Regions from separate parts of the Mus musculus genome. Here region 2 is linked to region 1. The links are chromatin contacts, called in public HiChIP or PLAC-seq maps. All regions are on one chromosome and are shown on one strand. The core of a region is the stretch at or near the end of the contact, and the rest is flanking DNA. Distances in the headings are between cores, read along the strand shown. Region 1 overlaps Ttc7 (tetratricopeptide repeat domain 7). Region 2 overlaps Ttc7 (tetratricopeptide repeat domain 7).

The links. HiChIP or PLAC-seq counts read pairs in DNA pulled down with a chosen protein or histone mark.
Region 2: a contact with region 1 is called in an H3K27ac HiChIP or PLAC-seq map of microglia, with 4 times the contacts expected there. The contact joins two enhancer-like sites. A contact is called at or near these places in 3 of 39 promoter capture datasets (the HPC-7 cell line, embryonic stem cells and pre-B cells), 3 of 484 Hi-C or Micro-C datasets (forebrain, muscle stem cells and uterus), 7 of 115 datasets of contacts at active chromatin or transcription factors (the HPC-7 cell line, effector CD8 T cells, embryonic stem cells and 2 more) and 4 of 9 other capture datasets (adipose tissue, embryonic stem cells, liver and 1 more).

The regions. Positions count from the first base shown.
Region 1 is chr17:87,294,960-87,298,636 of GRCm38.p6, forward strand. All of the region lies in intron 3 of Ttc7 (tetratricopeptide repeat domain 7), which reads left to right. Among named protein-coding and RNA genes, the nearest start is that of Gm52284, 10 kb to the right of the region's middle. Within about 2 kb of position 1,927, at least 9 of the 459 cell types and tissues checked have an H3K27ac peak or open chromatin away from gene starts, as enhancers often do. A contact at or near this core is called in microglia, where this site is marked.
Region 2 is chr17:87,377,496-87,381,172 of GRCm38.p6, forward strand. It overlaps Ttc7 (tetratricopeptide repeat domain 7), which reads left to right. Exons shown (of 20, transcript NM_028639.3): 20 at 2,354-3,677. The coding sequence ends at 2,575. Among named protein-coding and RNA genes, the nearest start is that of Stpg4, 48 kb to the right of the region's middle. Within about 2 kb of position 1,651, at least 64 of the 459 cell types and tissues checked have an H3K27ac peak or open chromatin away from gene starts, as enhancers often do. A contact at or near this core is called in microglia, where this site is marked.

The DNA.
Region 1 (3,677 bases), core at 677-3,176:
GAAGTTAGTGTTGGGAAGGGTCCTCAATTGCTCTTCTTCCATTCTCACCGAGGCAGGGTCTCTCAAACACAGAGTTTGCCCTGAGGACGCTGTCTCTGCTTTCCGAGACTGAGAGTACAGCAGGCCACCATTCCCACCCAGCACTTATGTGGGTTCTGGAGATCCCAACTGTGGTCTGTATGGTTGTATGGCAAGCCCTTTAACCACTGAGCCCTCCCCCCCTTTTCAAGTGTGGGGTTCACTTGGTGCTAGCCTTTGCTAAGGTGGAGAGGACAGAGCTTCTGGGTTAGAGCTGGGCCTGAGCCAGCTAGCCTGGGAGACTTGAGGGGGGCCACATGTGAGCTGCTGTTCTTTTTCTGGGGTTCAGGACTGGCTTCTGGTCCCTCCATTCCCATCCTCAAAGACACAAAAGGCATGCCCAATCATAGCTTCCCCTTTAGAGCAGAGGGACTTGGCTGTGGCCCTCAGGGCATCCTAGAAGGACAGAAGGTACACTCATTATCTGACTAGAGCTCTGTTCCCAGAGTGTCAGAGGTGCTGACTTTAAACCTCATTGGGAACCTTGAGACAGGGACCTTAGTTGTAGTAGTTTGGGTTTCTGTTGTCCAAAGAGCAGCATTTGACACATGTATGTCTCTACACCATGTCAGGGAATACTTGACCGTCCAACTGCTCTAAGGGCAAAAAGAGGTATTCTCTGTCAGCTTCATTCAGAAGCAGCAGAGGACTGGCAAAATGGCTCTCTCGTGTGATGGCATTCCAGTGGGTAAGGGCTCTTGCAGTCAAGCAAGATGTCTTAGTCACTGTTCTATTTCTGTGAGGAAACACCACGGCCAAGGCAATTCTTACAAAAGAAAGCGTTTAACTGGGGCTGGCTTACAGTTTCAGAGGCTTAGTCCACGGTCAACGTGGCAGCAGGCGGGTGTGGTGCTGGAGAAGTAGCTAAGAGCTACACATTTATCTGCATGCAGAGAGAGACTGGGCCCCTCATGGACTTTGAAACCTCAAAGCCTACTCCCAGTGACACACTTCCTCTGACAAGGCCACACCCCTAATCCTTCCAATCCTATAAAAGTTTCACTCACTGGCGACTGGGAATTTAAATGTATGAGCCTATGGGAGCTGTTCTTATGCAGGCCACCATACCTGGTGACCTGAGTTAGTCCTTGGCACTCACGTGGTGAGAGGCGAGAACTAACCTCTGACAGGTGTCCTCTGACTTTTATGCTGTGTGCACAGAAATGAATAGATGTAGAAAGAAACCCAAAACAATGGAGAAATACATTTGCTCCACTAAAGTAGAAGAAAATGCCTTCATGAAAAGACATTTCTGGGATTCTGTTCCTTGCTTTTCCTTGAGTCACCGTCCTAGCTAGTCCTATCCTTCTTTCTGACTTTAAGCATGAACCCCAACATCGCATTTGAGCAGGCTAAGTGATCCCTGTATAAGAGTCTCCCTGAGCTATTCAGAGTATAGCACCTCTCCTCCACCAAGCTCACTCGGAGCCTATGTGGTGTGTTCACCCTATTCTGTCTGCTCAGTGGGCTCCTTCCTCCTGGGGTCTGGCCTCTAGTGTTTGTTAAAGTCTCTGACCCACATTCCACTAAGAAATATGATTTCTCAGCAGTTGATTGAGCAGGCACCCTGTTAGGGATGCCACAGGTGAACAGCTAGGTCAGTCCCCTTGTGTGACCAGTGGGCAAGTGAGCAGAGCCTGCCTTGTGTGGTTAAGGCTCCAGGGAAGCAACATTCTAGAAGTTGCCAGAACTGGGGGTAGGTGCTGCCTGGTGCCATTCCTTCCTGTCCAGTCTTTGAAGTCTGCTGTCTCTAAAAAGCAGAAAATAGAAACCCACAAAGCAGGAAGGTCTGTAGCTTAGAGCCATGAACTCTGCATGGCCATGGTGTTTTGGCCACTTGGCTGACCCCAGGCCTGTTTCATGGGAGACTCTGTCCTGGCTCTCAGCCTTTAGTTTGTGAAGAATGGGCTGCTGCTGTTGCTGGACAGCTCCCCTTCTAGTGTGAGCGGCACACCTCAGGTGTCATATGGTCTAGTGTGAGTGAAACACTTCAGGTGTCCTGTGGTCTAGTGTGAGTGAAACACCTCAGGTGTCCTGTGGTCTAGTGTGAGTGAAACACCTCAGGTGTCCTATGGTCTAGTGTGAGTGAAACACCTCAGGTGTCCTATGGTCTAGTGTGAGCAGAACACCCCAGACATCCTATGGTCTAGTGTGAGTGAAACACCTCAGGTGTCCTGTGGTCTAGTGTGAGCGGCACACCTCAGGTGTCATATGGTCTAGTGTGAGTGAAACACTTCAGGTGTCCTGTGGTCTAGTGTGAGTGAAACACCTAGGTGTCCTATGGTCTAGTGTGAGTGAAACACTTCAGGTGTCCTGTGGTCTAGTGTGAGTGAAACACCTCAGGTGTCCTATGGTCTAGTATGAGTGAAACACCTCAGGTGTCCTGTGGTCTAGTGTGAGTGAAACACCTCAGGTGTCCTGTGGTCTAGTGTGAGTGAAACACCTAGGTGTCCTATGGTCTAGTGTGAGTGAAACACTTCAGGTGTCCTATGGTCTAGTGTGAGCAGAACACCCCAGACATCCTATGGTCTAGTGTGAGTGAAACACCTCAGGTGTCCTATGGTCTAGTGTGAGTGAAACACCTCAGGTGTCCTGTGGTCTAGTGTGAGTGAAACACCTCAGGTGTCCTGTGGTCTAGTGTGAGTGAAACACCTAGGTGTCCTATGGTCTAGTGTGAGTGAAACACTTCAGGTGTCCTATGGTCTAGTGTGAGCAGAACACCCCAGACATCCTATGGTCTAGTGTGAGTGAAACACCTCAGGTGTCCTATGGTCTAGTGTGAGTGAAACACCTCAGGTGTCCTGTGGTCTAGTGTGAGTGAAACACCTCAGGTGTCCTGTGGTCTAGTGTGAGTGAAACACCTCAGGTGTCCTATGGTCTAGTGTGAGCAGAACACCCCAGACATCCTATGGTCTAGTGTGAGTGAAACACCTCAGGTGTCCTGTGGTCTAGTGTGAGTGAAACACTTCAGGTGTCCTATGGTCTAGTGTGAATGTTGAATGGAACTGAGCATAACTGGATGTAGGGACATCTTCAGGTTTCCCTTACTACCTCAGCGGGAGAAAGCGTCTATGGAAAGTCTTCATCCCTCTGACCTGGTGATGCCCATTATGATGAACCACAGCTAGACTGTTGGCTTGGGCAGGGCCGAGATTCCCTTGTTTGATCTTCTGGTCTCCTCAGAGGGAGATCAGGGTGCTGGTACCACAGTAGGTCAAAGGAATAGAGGGTAAAGCTCTGAGGCCAGGCTGCCATGGCTCTCTCAGGTCACATTCGGAACAGCATAGTCACCATATGAGACCAGCCTTCTCTGACTCTAGCTTTGGGCTCATCCCCTTTGTTCAAGAGGTACCGGTGGGAGCCACCATGGGAGAGGGGCTGCCTGACTGTAGAGCCTTTCCCAGTGAGCTAGGAAGGTGATCTGAACCTGGAATGGACCATTGGTAGCTACAAGCAAGGTGAGAGCCCAGGGAAGTGGGTGATGGCCATGTGGGGGAGGGGCAAGCTGTCCCACTGAGAGGGCCTTGGGAACAGAGAGCTGGCAGAGAGGCTCAGGTATCTTGGTTGGTGTCCTAGAGGTTTGAACGAGGGTTGCCCCA
Region 2 (3,677 bases), core at 401-2,900, 82 kb after region 1:
AGAAGTTGCTGTTGTTTGCTACTGCGAGTCTGGCTGCACCTTCTCCAGATTCATCCTTCCAGAGTTCTCAGCAGCCCTGTGAGGAAGGACTCCCCCCAACCCCCAACTGACCCTCCCCCTCCCCCTCCCTCTCCCCCCAGTTTACAGAGACCCATGTCAGTTTGCTGAGGTCACAGTGCATGTCAGTGGCAGAGCTGGCCTTCTGGCTGCTAAGCCCTGGCCTTTGTTCTCTACTGAGGCGCACGTTCAGCCTGCAGACACATCTGGCTCCTTCCCAAACACCCACACCTTCTCTCTGCCAGCCTCCCTACTTGTTAGGCAAGTTAGGCAAGCGGTGGCAGCGCAGCGTACCACAGAGCTCCTTCCCTGCTCTCTGTTTATTTCCATTTGGTTTCCGCTAAGTTCCCCAGGCTAGCCTAGAACTCTCTTGCCTGGTCAGGTCTTCAACTTGTTATTCTCCTGCCTCAGCCTCCCAAGTGGCTGGGACGATGGGTTTGCACCACTAGACCCAGCTAGAGATTGGGAGGTGAGGGGGGTGGACTCTTCTTACCAATAAAGTTTCCTGTGGAAGGCAGCTCCAGAAAGAAAGCGCAGAGAAGAGAAGCAAGTAGACCCGCCCCACCACCACCCCACACCCCACACCCCACACCCACCCCTCTGACAGGCCCCGCTGGCCACCTCTATCCTCAAGCACTCCCTGTGGGTAGCATTGAGAGGCTTCAGAGCGCTTGGTTTTTGGTACTTCATTTTGGTGTCTGATAGCCATCGGCTAGAACCTTCCTTCCTTCCAGCCTGTAGGCCCTGTTCCATTGTGAGTGAGCTACTTAAGGTCCTGCCCTGGCCATGTGGGCAGAACTGCGTGGCCTGGGCACTACTGGCCGGACAGACGCTGCCTGCCGCTGGTTCTGGTAACCCTGAGTCAGCACTGCTGTGTGCATCTGGTCAGCCCTGTGTGCCGCTACTCCCTGCCCCCACCTGCTGTTCTCCAGCCTCAGCTGAGGCTACCGAACTCCTGGGTCCTTGGGTGTGTCTATGCTTAGGGTCATAGGAGGGTGCCACTCGACGAGTCGGTTGTGGCCCCAGGACCTCCAGCCAGCGCCTCTGGAGACAGAGCTTTCCCCAGTCCTCCTCAGCACCCTCTCTGCTGCCTAATTGGTCATGTTCCAAGCTCTCTTAGGATTTATGAAGTCAGCCATGTACATCTTTCCTGGTGCGTCTCCATAGCAACCAAGGGCCTAACTCTAGGGAGCTTGGGGAGGAGGAGGAGAATAATCCAGCTAAAAATGTGCATGGCCGCCAGTGGGCGGGCTGCAGAGAGGGGGCTTCAGGCACAAAGACAGCTCCCTGCCCCCACTCTGGTCCCCTGCCTCCCCAGGAGATCAGGGTTGAAGATTTATACCTCCACTCTTTGGAACAAGAGAAGTGCTCACTTCTCAGCATCCTGGGATACCTTCACAGTGGCAGGTCAGTAGAATGGTACAGAGTAGCCTTTCTGGGACCTGGAGCCTTCCCCGTGCCCACACCCTGTCCCTTGTCCTTGTCCCTGGGAGGATGGGGGATGTTCAAGACTGCCGGTTTCACTTCCCACCCGCTTTGTGACAATTCCTGGCACTTCCTCTAGCTTACTCTCTTCAGTTCTTTGCAGTGGTCCTTTGAGCTAAAACTGCAAAGCCATACTTCCTGCTCTTGACCGAAGGGGCCTTGGATAGCTGAGTCCCTTTTCTCTCATTCTCTCAGCAACTGCTCTGTGCCCTGATCCACTCCCTCCAGCGCCCGCCCGCCCTGGCACCTGTGAGCGTAGAGTCTGCTGGCTGCTTGGTCTCGGGACCCAGCAGTCCCCGGGGGAAGATGGGCTGCTGAGGCAGGCAGACAAGCACCCCCTCTTTGTCACAAAACTAGATAACCTTCCTGCTGTGGGTGCCCCCTTGGGGTGAGGGGCAGCGTGGCCTGGGCACTACTGAGCATGCTCCAGTCTTAGACAGCTTTTCGTCCACTGACTCATTCCTGCCACCCGGCTTAGATGCCCAGGCCCTGATAAAATGCATTATTTTATTTTTATTTTTCCATTTGTTGAAGAGTGAGTTGGAGGGCTCAGAATTCCCCACACGGGGCCACTCAAAATCAGGTCTAGGCTTAAAGGCCCATCTTTTGAAGACAAGAGGAACATAGCTACTACAGGTTAAAACAGGGCTTGGGCAGGGTCGGATGGGTTTTGCATAAGTAAAGGGCACAGTCATTTGTCTGTGGCCCAGCCAGACCTGAGGGCCTCTCTGGCTCGCCCTGGTTGCTAAGCTCTCCCCACCGGCTCTGGAGGCCCAGGCCTGGTTAACCTCGTCCTCTGCTTCCTTTCTAGGGTCTGATGCTGAGTCAGCTGGGCCACAAGAGCCTGGCCCAGAAGGTGCTGCGGGATGCTGTGGAGAGACAGAGCACCTTCCACGAAGCGTGGCAGGGCCTGGGGGAGGTGCTGCAGGACCAAGGCCAGAACGAAGCGGCCGTGGACTGCTTCCTCACAGCCCTGGAGCTGGAGGCCAGCAGCCCTGTGCTGCCCTTCTCCATCATTGCCAGAGAGCTGTGAGCCTCTGCAGCTGCAGCTGGCAGCCATATACTGCCTGCCAGGGGCGGGGCGGGGGCAGCAGACACAGGCAGGGGGCAGGGAAGGGCGTGTGTCCAGATGTGGGGCCTCAGGGAATAGATGACAAGTGAGCACTTCCACTGGCTTCCATGCCACTTCTCCTCCCACACTCCACACCCTGCAGGCCCAGCTGGGCCTAAGCTCCTGACTGAAGCTGGGGGGACAAGATTTGCATCCAAGGCAAACGCCTCGCCTCCCCCAGAGACTGCCGGTTGCTGGGCACCTCTTAGATAAAAGGTGTGTCTGGGAGCCAAGCCCCTTCCTTGGCTTCCCCCACCACCCCGGGTTTCCTGGTTTGGGATGAACCAATCTTGAGTTTGTGTACCACAGAGATGAGTGCCTTGGGAGACAAACTGGCTTGAATCTCAGCGACTTCACAGAGCTGTGAGCAGACGTGCCGGAGAGCCCCGGATACATTTCCCCATCCGATCTCAGGGCAGTGCAAAGCTTGAAGCCTTGCCCAGGACAGCCACAGCTTGAGGTCCCAGATACAAAGAGGGACAGTGGGCTCCTGGGCTCTTGTCAGCCTGAATTGGCCCTGTTGATGCCTGGTGTTTCCTTTATGGGGAGGTTGCCTAGAGGCTACATGTGATTTCTCTGTACCACCAAGTGCCTTTTGGACTCATGTCGGCCAGGCCTCTAAACACCGTCCCCCGTCTTCCATTTTCACTCACTGTCATCTCCCTGGAGACACGCCCCAGTCAGTAGACTCCGTGGGCCCTGAGCCGGTGGCCTCCAGGATACGCCTTGGAATACAAAACAGGGTTCTGACGTAGCCATTCCTGGTACCTTGAGTACACAGTCCCTCAAGTCTTTGGACCCGCCCACTTGGGTGAATGACATCCAAGTGACCATTTATAGGCCTCAGCCCAGTACACCTCATCACCCACTGCCCAGTTTTCATCTTAGGCTTTGCTGAGTGACCCCAAAGCCCCAGCTTGGCCTTTTGTGCTCCCCTGCCTAGATTCCCACAGCGGCCATGCTTGAGGAACCTGACAGCCTGCCTCACCTTTCTGTGCCCGCGTGCTCTCTGTCAGGTCGCTGG